Linked DNA regions of Gossypium hirsutum: region 2 is linked to region 1. A link is a contact called in public Hi-C data. All regions are on one chromosome and are shown on one strand. The core of a region is the stretch at or near the end of the contact, and the rest is flanking DNA. Distances in the headings are between cores, read along the strand shown.

Region 1 (5,032 bases), core at 1,864-4,363:
TTAAAGAAACCTAATCTAGAAGGAAAAAAATTCTCATGGAGAAAGAGGAAAGGTGAGGGGAAATTTTTTTCTTAAAAAAAAACTTCTTTATCAACTTTAAACTCTACAATGTCTAATTCCAGATTGATAACTTGAAAATGTTACCTTCATCAACCGCACTATTGTCTTCTTCTGATCGTTCCTTATCTGGCAGAATAGCCATTGTTGTTACTGACAATCAAATTCTCCCAACAAGAACTCATAAAAAACATGGCAGGGACAAATAAGGACCATAAGGTCTAGTTGAAACAAATTATTTACCTACTGGAGCCACAATAAATTGGTCTTCTTGTGATTCACCAACCTGAAATCAGTAGAAAAAATCCAAGACCTCAACACAGCTCTAATCATTTGGATAGTGTGGTATCAGTTGGTTTCATATATTACAAGCGTGCTTTAAAGGGCAACTGTACATAAACTGAACAAAGGAGACTGTTATTGTACCTCAGTATCAGAGTCGGAAGATTCATCCCTTTGAACAGAGTCAACACCAAGGCTTACTTCTTCATCTTCAATGTCGTCATTTTCATCCCCACAAGGATCAAGTACACTTTTCACCTGTACAAAGTTACCGTTAACGAAAACTTTGATTAATATACGAACAACAAATGCGATCCCCACAAGCCTTCAAAAAGTTACCTTGAGAGCTAACACAAAGTGCTTGCTGTTGACATTTCCAACTTCCATCCTTAAAGGATTTTTGGTCCATGAATTGTGAGCTTCGTCTTCCGTACAGCCTCTAAAGAATGGAGGCTCATAGTCCATTGGCTGTACTTGATGAAATTAGCGCGTTACCATAATACCATATTTTGAAGTTAAATCTAAAAAACTTTGACAAAACAGTTACCCGAAAACTGGAAAATCAGCACATAGACAAACAAGCAACGAGTTGCTTCAGTTCAATATGCATTGCAAGCATGCGACAGCTGGCCAATTTTACGACTATTACCCGGAGAAGTGAACATATGCTCAACAACCAAATACCCAATCCACTTATATAGACAACAAGAATTCACAAATAATTTCCCATATTTTATTGAACATTTGGGAAATTTTAAACTAAATTAGCCCCAGACTTGAGGTAGATGGTAAGCAAAGTCTTCACGGGGAAAATAAGAAAGGCGTACCGTCACATCATCATAGTAGAGGAGTTTCATTAGTATAGTACGCTGAAACAGAAGATAGAATAAAGATATCACAATTAATAATACCAATACAGCTGTATGTAAAAGAAATATTTAGAAAGCTTATTTGCTAAAATTTACCTCTTCAGGCATCTTATCGAGAGTTCTCATCAATTGAACCAGAGTACGGACCATTTTACAAGCAGAACTCCTGAAATTTTACGTTGTTATGGAAGTTTTAACTTAAAATTTCATCTTTAAACAACAATTGGTAGAAAATTCAAGATTATACTGGGTTGAATGAATCGAATTTTTATCACCTCATTTGATTGGGAGTAACTTCAGTGGTGGAGTTGCAGATGAATGCTCTGCCATGCCTTTTGCTTCCAGTGCGATTAATATTCATCGAAACCTCTTGGGTATCAGAATTGGAATAGCTAAAAGAGACTGCATTGAGAAGGGATACTCAATTTGTTAAATCAAGAATCGAACCACTAAACTTTGAATACGGTTAGAAAAACGGTGACTCGGAAATTTTACAGGAATATTCCTCAATCATTGCTCCATCTATTGATTCGCATATGCAGAACAATAGTGTTTTCAGGTACTTTTTCTGCAATGCATCATAGACACCTGGGAAGAAGAGATAAATGATCGAATAATTAAATTCAAGGATGCGACAACGATGAAAACAGGAAAAAGAAGTGAAGAATCAATGGAAAACAACTTGCCTTTCTCCATCCAATCAATCAGTCTACGAGACTCTGCATCCAACGGCATCAGCTTCTTGATCTTCATCTCTAATGATATTTGTTACGATTTTGAAGAAATTAGCCAAAGAGGTTTTGGAAATTTTAAAATGAAATTTGTGAAAGTCTTAGAAGATGAAGCTTACCTAAAGCAGGGACGGATTTATCGTTGAAATAATTTTCTGGAAAAAGGCCTCTGATATAGCTAATATTGAAAATAGCAATACGAAGCAAGTTCCTCGTCTGTCAGGAGAAAAATCAATACACAAAGATGAGATCAAGTTAAATATATTTATAATCAAAGCTTCAATTCCAAAAGCTTCTAGGTCTAACTATGATAATAAAAATAAGAACTCGGGTCCATTGTGCAGCAAAATTCACGAGAGAAACAGAAAAACAGAGCAATTTTCTCGCGAAGTTGCGATGAACTATAAGGAATCAGTACTGAAAAAAAATTTAACGGCAGGCATTACCAGCTATGAGAAAAATTTTCATCGAAGCGACAAAGCAAAATTAAAATGTTCAGATCTGCAGACTATTGGTACATAAAAAGCCTTTAATATCCAAGTTTCCTAGAGAAGTTAAATTTCAGCAAAAAACGAGAACAGAGATTTTGGCTTCTGCCTACGTTGCATTTATCAGATTGAGTTTATCGATGCACTCAAATTTTTGAAGATAAAAGAAGGAACTATATTACGATCAAACAGGAAAAAAACAGAGCAAAAATTTATGTAGCGACTAAGTATAGAACAGCAAACAAGCAAACTTAACGCTGTGTTGAGACATCAAATCAATGCCAGGGGAATCAAAGAAACGAGCTAGAACTGGATAGTGGAAGTGTTTTACCAGAAGGAGAGAATCTTGCTCGGTGATCTCCGCTTCTTTAACCTTCTGCGCAACAACCTGACAAGATAAAGCGGTACAAGTTATAACGAGATTGGAGTAGAGAAATACAAAGAAAACGTGAAATCGTGATTATGGATAGGAAATGCTTTGATTTTAAAGCCCACCATTGTTGTAGAATTTTGATTGAGAGAGCTAAGAACTCAAATGGCAGAAAGCGAGGATAAAGAGAAATTTTCAGAGAAAACTAGAGTGTTTGGCTTGGAAGTTTGAATCAAATTAGAGAGAGAGAGAGAGAAAGTAAGTAATGGCGGGAGAGAAATGAGCTTGGAGAGTTAGGGAGTCGCTATTTATAGAAGGTCGGTACATGAAATTTAAATTTTAAGCACGGCTAAATTAAAAATGCAGATGGTGTGTTTGAACTGTAAAGTGTGGTGATGAGGGATGAAATTGTTATTTTACATGAACATTAAGGGCGTTTTGGTCTTGGAATGCTGACGTGGCAGCTTCAGCTTGGCCAATACATCATCAACTAAGCACTGGTTGCCGGGACTTGGAGTCCGTTGAAGCACCGTACCCGCTCTGCCAATGAGAGACAGTTACATGAAAACTAGACGTCCGCTGAGCACCGTCGCGAGCTTGCTCATGAACCTCCATTTTCCATTTTCAAATAAAATGAAGGCTTAATCCATTGTTTATCCTTTTTTTTTAACAAGCGAGTAAATTCTAATTCTAATTTCTCTATTTTTTAAAATTATAAAAATAATTAAATTTCAATTTATGATTATATTTCACTCAAATTCGAGATTTAATTTATATATTTTAATTTTAATATAATTTAGTATATCAAATTTTACAATATCATTAGTTAATTTGAATATTTTATTCTAATTAGAATGGTGATATAAATTTTTAATAATTAGTAGTACCGTTAAATTTTTTTATTAAATTTTAGTCAATTACAATTTTTTTATTACATAAATAATAAGTGTTTTTTTTGTCAAAATTATGCATAAATGTTATAAAATAATATATAAAAATAATACACATGATAAGATACAAAAGTAATGCAGGAATGTACATAAAGATGCATAAGATAATACACAAACAATGTTATAAAATAATACATAAGGATAAACACAAGGTTTGCAATGCATAAGTGAATAAATAAAATAATGTTAACCTCAAGAAATTCATAAAAATATATATAATTATCATCCTTATTATCCTAAAGAAAGAATTTATGATCATAAATTATTGTCGTATATATATCATGCATTACATAAATAAAAGTTATATATAGTACATAAATTCAATACATTAACTCTACGTTTGGTTGGGGTGAATAGAATAAGGGTATAATGGAATAGAAATGTAATGGAATAAAGTTGTAATAGAACAGAACTGTAATCAGTAATTTAATTATTTGGTTCAATGGAATTGAATAGAGCTGTAACAATATTTTTATATTTGGTTGGAATGGAATAGATGTTGTAATAGTATAAGGAAAAATATTTAAATGACCAGAATACCTTTAGTAAAATTTTTTTAGATAAATGATTATTGTTATTGTTATTAAATTTTAATAAGATTATTATTAAATATAATTTAATAAAAAGTAAATAATTTAATCATATTTTAACACAATTATTATTAAATATAATTTAATAAAATAATATATAATTTAATAATATTCTTAATATAATTATTATTAAAATATAAATTAATAAAAATCATAATAAATAATTTAATCATATTTTAACATAATTATTAATACAATTTAATAAAATAATATATAATTTAATAGCTTTCTTAATATAATTATTATTATTTTAGGTACATGACTATTTTTTTTTTCAAATTTGGATCATTCTATTTCTTGTCGTTGTTCACTTTTTCATTGAATCAAATACAAGAATAATGTTGGAAAAGGTCACAAAGAAAAACAAAAGTGTAAAAGGATAAAATTACACAATATTTCATTACTTTTTTATATTCAAATTTGACAAGGGCCAATTCTTGAACCATTTTACTCCATAGATTACATTTTTATTACAATACAAGTTCAAACTTATACACCCAAAAATGGTAGAAACATGAATTTGTTGATCACACTCCATGACCAGCATTAAAATTGGTACAAATCCATTGAGGGATGATAATGGTGTCGATTTCCAACATCTGTAAGAAATGTTGAGTTGTTTCTTAGCTCACATTAAGGCTCACTTGAACTATTGATGAATTGTTTTCAAAACCGAATTTTTACTGCCTATTTCT
Region 2 (5,576 bases), core at 969-3,468, 600 kb after region 1:
AAGCAGCAAAAGAAGCAAGTAGAGAGGAAGAATTATTACATGTTGTAAAGTTTCTTCATTGTTTGAATTATGCGTGTAGCATCACCACCAACAACTTCTACCTCCTGTTTGCCTTCTTTAAAGTATTGAACAGTTGGCTGTATCCAAAGATGAAGATTTAGTGATCGAACAAAGAATCTGTTCATACAAAGAATGGAAAAGACTCTTGGAAACTTAATATGCCAAGCTAAAATTATCTTATTTTAACAATAAAATTGCAATGGCAGACATAACAAGCACTTAAAATCTAGTTTGGTAATTGAGATTCCAAAATACTTCAAAAAGTTATCAAAATGAAACTTATAATTGACATTGACCACTGTTATACCAAAAATTATACTGCACATAGACATGTTATATAAGTATCATATCAAGCATAACCAATTTAAATTACTAAAAACCCAAAACTAAGATTTCAATCTAAAACTAGATATAAAAATCATGCTTAACTGGTTTCTCATCATTCAAGAGAAGAAAGTAACAGCAAAAAATGTTTGCCACCATATATAAATGGTAGCAAATGCCTGGTTTGCAGTTCAAGTATTGAATAACCAATAGTTAAAAGAAATGTCATTTACCACAGCTGTAATATTTAGCTCTTTCAGTTTTCTTGCAAGGCCTTCCTGCAACATGTTGACAACATTAATTCCCGTATATAAAACATATTGTCAGAAAGTGTTTCTGAAATGCAAAAGCTAAAAGAGGTAAGAGTTTAGCTTCTATTTAAAATTAATAAAGCCCAATAAAACTGTTACTCAGACTCAGATGAGTTTCGGACACATATATGTATGGCACAGGTATGTTCATTTCTTTCTAAGTTTTTCCATGTATTTGGATTTTGGATGGTTCTTAAAGCATCATATCCTAGTACCCATGAATTAGTCTGAGGCAGGCATAGGTGTCCGAAACATGTACTTCATGAAACAAAAATAAGAAATGGCTCGACATAGCAAGAAAATATTAAATCAATAAGAATGAATGCAATAATAAACATTTCAAAAATTTTCTCAGGTACAGTTTTGCAGAACTTACATGAGCAAATAAAATGACTTGAAAAGATAGTAATAACTTATTTCAAAGAAAGTTTAACAACAAACTCTACATCATATGCCCTTGTATTATCAAACATTTCAATCTCAAACACGAAATAGAATCATACTAAGTTTATTGCCTTTCCATAACAAATCCTTGTACAAATCATCATAAATAGATTCACTTTACCACCAAGAAGGCAATTCAAAATGAATGATTCATAAATAATACATACTGGACCCTTCAATGGAGATATTTGCAATTCAAAACTTATGGAAGAAATACCTAAATCTAGACCCGACAATACATTACCATTCTGGTTTAAAGTTCCTTTGTTAAAAATATATACCACAACCAGTAAATTATGAAGGTAATAAATTCAATAAAAAAATCATTTAGACCTCATCGATATCCATCTTATAAACTGTTACTTCAGGAGTTCTCCGAGCTAACTCGTCCATGACAGGACCGATGAATCGGCCTACATATAGATGGAACAGAACAAATATAGTGAAACACAGCCAGTGCCTTTGATATCAGAAACTCGAAAGAAGAAGTTAGAAAAACTTACATGGAGCACACCATGTAGCAGTGAAATAGAAAACAGCCGGCACAGATTCGTCTTTAGTTTTGCTAAGTGCAGCATCAAAATCTTCTTCTGACTTAACGGGGACAACATTCTCTGGAACTGAAATTAAAGAACCAAATTTATGTGTATTTAAAAAAAAAAACCTCTTCTTTTTCGATGTTCAAAGAAAAACACTTTAACAAATAGAAAATGAAGAATAGAATTTACCCGGCACCGGTTCGGTTTCCATGAAGGATGGTTTGAAAAAATCAGGAGAAGAGTCCGAGAAGTATCGGGAGAGATTAAGGTTTTCAGGGGTCCAAACTGGAAATGGGGTTTTAGGGATTGAAGAATTTGTCTGGGGGGTTGACATTAAGTAACTCTGATTTAAAAGAATCCGAGAAGAAGAAGAAGAAACAGAGCGGCCACTGAAAGCTCGACGGGTAAGAAATGGGCGGAGAATTGATTTCCCTCTCATTTTTGCCGTTCTCAGAATCTGGGTTACTTACACTTCGGTTTGTAGGTTGTAAAATAATAGAAGTGCGGCTTCCAGCTTTAAAGGACTAAATTATGTGGCTTGGTTTCCGCCATTTTTGCTGCCCTACTTGTAGGGTGTAACTGAGTTGGGCTACCGAGTTACAAGGGCCTGGTTTAGGCTTTTTCAAGGCCCATATAAAATTTGAACAGTTTAAAATTGAGTTGATTTACTGAACATCCTTAAACTATAGACCAATTTTTAAATTGGTTCTTAAATTTCAAAACATAATAATTAGGGATAAATTTTAAAATTATACATGAATTTTGATCGAATGTACAATTTGATACTTAAACTTTGATTTGGTGCAATTATACACATGAAACTTTGATTATGGTTCAAATGTATACATGAACATTTAAGTTTAATTCAATTGTATACATTTAAATAAATAACTACATCAATTTATTTTTATATTGGATCAACATAATTATTTGTGTATGTAATATGCAAACTTAAATTGGCACTATATTGATAATTTTATATATAAAATTACTCCAAATTAAAATTAATAAATAAAGTTTTACTTTAAACCAAAGTTAATTTTGAGTTTTATCCTTATTGATTAATTCTTCAAACTATTACAACATGTTTGGTTGGATGGAATCGCTATTCCATTCCTGCGCAATTTCGTGCGCTACAGTAATTTTTTGCTATTACACCGTTTGGTTCACTATTTACTTGATTCCACAGCTTTGCTATTACACTCATATTCCTCAGATGCTGTAATAGGTATTCTGGGGTGAGGCTCTGAATTGCTATTCAACACCACACGCTTAAAATTTATCCCCAAAATAGTCTGCTTTCTTCTCCCTTGCTCCAGAATTCTTCCAACATTTTTCCCCAAATCAACAGCACGTTGGCCCTTCATCTTCATCTCCGGTACATTTTCTTTTTTTATGATAAGCTCCTGTTTTCTATTTCTCCTTCCTCATAACTTTATAACTCTTCTTGTATAAAACTTCATAGCTCTTCTCATAGTCCTCTTTGATTGTCAAAATTTGTTATGGGTCTCTGATATATTTCTTTGTTTCCTTGGCTTATGAAACTAAAGGCATAGGTTGTTGTTTTTTTTTTTTGGTTCTTGATTGACTAATGTCGCCTGGTAATGAGTATCAAACTTATGAATTTGATGTTAGCTAGGCTAAGCAGTTTTAAAAAAAGTTAGGTTTAAGACCCTGAAATCTTTGTCCAAATTTCGACCTATAAATCCCGATTGGGTTTAATTAAGCAGTTCAACTCAACTCAAAGAACCAACCGAAGTACTAACTTGTGTCTGACTGTCGTGTCGATTTATTGTTCATTGCATACCATAGTTAATATCTTAGAAAAAAAATTATTTTCGTAAGGCAAAGGCCGACCATGAAGGTGGAAGAGCTAGAGAAGAGAAAGTCCAGAAAGATTACGTCTTCTTCTCCTTCTTCAACTCTTATAAATAACCTTGATGATGGCTGCCTTATGCATATTTTCAGCTTCTTATCTCCCATTCCTGGTTTGGTATTTTTCCCCCTATAACCCTTTTCTTAATGAATATTTTTCATTTGATCTCTGCAAATGTTAGTTCATTTGGTGCTACGGTTATTTATTAATCTTCAATTTTGTATTTGTTCATCTGGGTATTAAGCAAGTTATGTTAATTTCACTCAGTCATTGGTTTTGGTTTCATAGGAAGTTGGCTTACAGTCAATTGTATTTTGTTTAGGTAACGATGGAATTGATTTTTTGTAGGCATTTTATATTGATGTTTAGAAATTTATGTTATTTTTAGATTTATAGGAAGTGAAGTAATGGTTAATTCAAGTTATTTTCGGTTAATTATATTTGTTGGGAATTTCTCTTCAAGTTCTTATGATGGAGTGAGAAAGTATATGTAAGGTATTTGGCCCAGATTGTTATTATTTTAGAAGAAATGAACATGGATATTCTTCGTGAAATGCATGGAATGATATATCCTTACACTCTTTTTCTTCTTGTATTTGGTGGATGTCTCCCAGTTTTTGAGGCTTTGACTACTTATGCTAAGGTGGAGGTGAGCAAAACTTTACAAATGTTGGGATTTATGTAATGTCATCGAAAGATTTCTTTTATTGAATGCTTTCAAATTAGTGGGTATTCTTGTAACTTTGGTTATGTGGTGCTAATGATAGGATGTTTAGTTGTTTCCTAAGAGAACTTGATGCTAATGAGGTAAAAATGTTTGAAAAGAACCCATTCAAGTAATTTGCTTTGCAATAGCATTCCTATTTTGTCTTTTCCTTATTTTCTTTTTCCATTGGCGTTTGGAAGTTCCACATTTTAGCAACATTGAAAGCATTTTAGTAGGCACCGTCATTTCTGATGCTTTTAATCCTTGTACCAAGTGCGATCTCTTTTACATATTGCTATTGAGTTGCAAATTGGTATAACATCATGTTAGCTTGAGGAATTGTTTTATGCTTCTCATGGTCATCTTTGATTGTCCAAATTGTTTTTCTTGCTGAAAGTTGTATAGCTAAAACCCGTTGTTAACATTTAGAATAGGGAGGTATCAAAATTTCTTATGGGTATCCGATTTTTTGCAATTTACCAACACTACAGTAGTTGGAACTTCAGATCAATTTTTTTTTAATCTGGTATTTTAAATTATCATCCGTTCGACGCCTTTTTTGAATCCTTAAGTAATCATTTGTATAAATTCTGACATATTAAGAATGAACAGTATGGTATAGTGTGTGGTCTCTGTGATTGCTAATCGTCTCTAGATGTGCCTTTATCTTTTTCTGTTCTTGTGTTAACAATTCTTTTCTTAGTCTGAAACGTAACATTTTTTTGCAAACACTAGTTGGAGTTTGGAATTTAATAGTACTGATAGGGCACATTTTTGGACAGTTTCATTGGTCACCTCTATTGCCTTCTATAGGAAGGTGAAGGATCATGTTAAAGCCTTCACTATCTTTTTGAAAATATTGAAATAAAATGTATTTTTAAGAGGATGATAGAACTAAGCAATGAGTTTGCAGACATAACTTTTGCTTTAAGAAGGGATCATTATCCATAAAGAGTTTCTAATGCATTTTTTGGAAATTGTCTTCTTTTTGAAGTAGTCAATGGTAGCTGTTGCTTATAAAATCTTTAGAATTATAGTTTTTCATCAAGTATTACATTAATATTCTCAGATGACCATACTATGAGCTATAACATCAACTAATGGTAGGCTTCAGAATGTCTTGCATACTGATTTCTAGAAGTTTAGTTTCTTATCAATCTTGTTGTTCTTGTTTATTGTTGACATCTACACTCTGTTTAATGTGATTCACTTTTAGACAGCCATCCATTAAGGTTTCTTTTTATTGATTTTCATTAATGTTAGATTATGTATATTATGTATGTAACCTTAGAAGCAAGATTTTTAATAATGCAAAT

What was found. Hi-C and Micro-C count contacts between places; a contact is called where the count stands out from the background.
Region 2: a Hi-C map of leaf shows a contact between it and region 1, with 2.0 times the contacts expected there. The contact joins the promoter of LOC121219871 here to the promoter of LOC107886463 in region 1. A contact is called at or near these places in 2 of 34 Hi-C or Micro-C datasets (both in leaf).

Annotation. Positions count from the first base shown.
Region 1 is chrA03:92,241,355-92,246,386 of Gossypium_hirsutum_v2.1, forward strand. LOC107886463 (meiosis-specific protein ASY1) reads right to left here and starts at 3,114. Exons shown (of 23, transcript XR_005916284.1): 1 at 2,923-3,114; 2 at 2,759-2,815; 3 at 2,059-2,155; 4 at 1,895-1,963; 5 at 1,704-1,796; 6 at 1,484-1,610; 7 at 1,305-1,374; 8 at 1,167-1,208; 9 at 679-807; 10 at 484-597; 11 at 301-343; 12 at 145-186.
Region 2 is chrA03:92,838,433-92,844,008 of Gossypium_hirsutum_v2.1, forward strand. It overlaps LOC121219871 (thioredoxin O1, mitochondrial), which reads right to left and starts at 2,219. Exons shown (of 6, transcript XM_041098452.1): 1 at 1,868-2,219; 2 at 1,643-1,759; 3 at 1,473-1,552; 4 at 618-662; 5 at 40-137. The coding sequence starts at 2,117.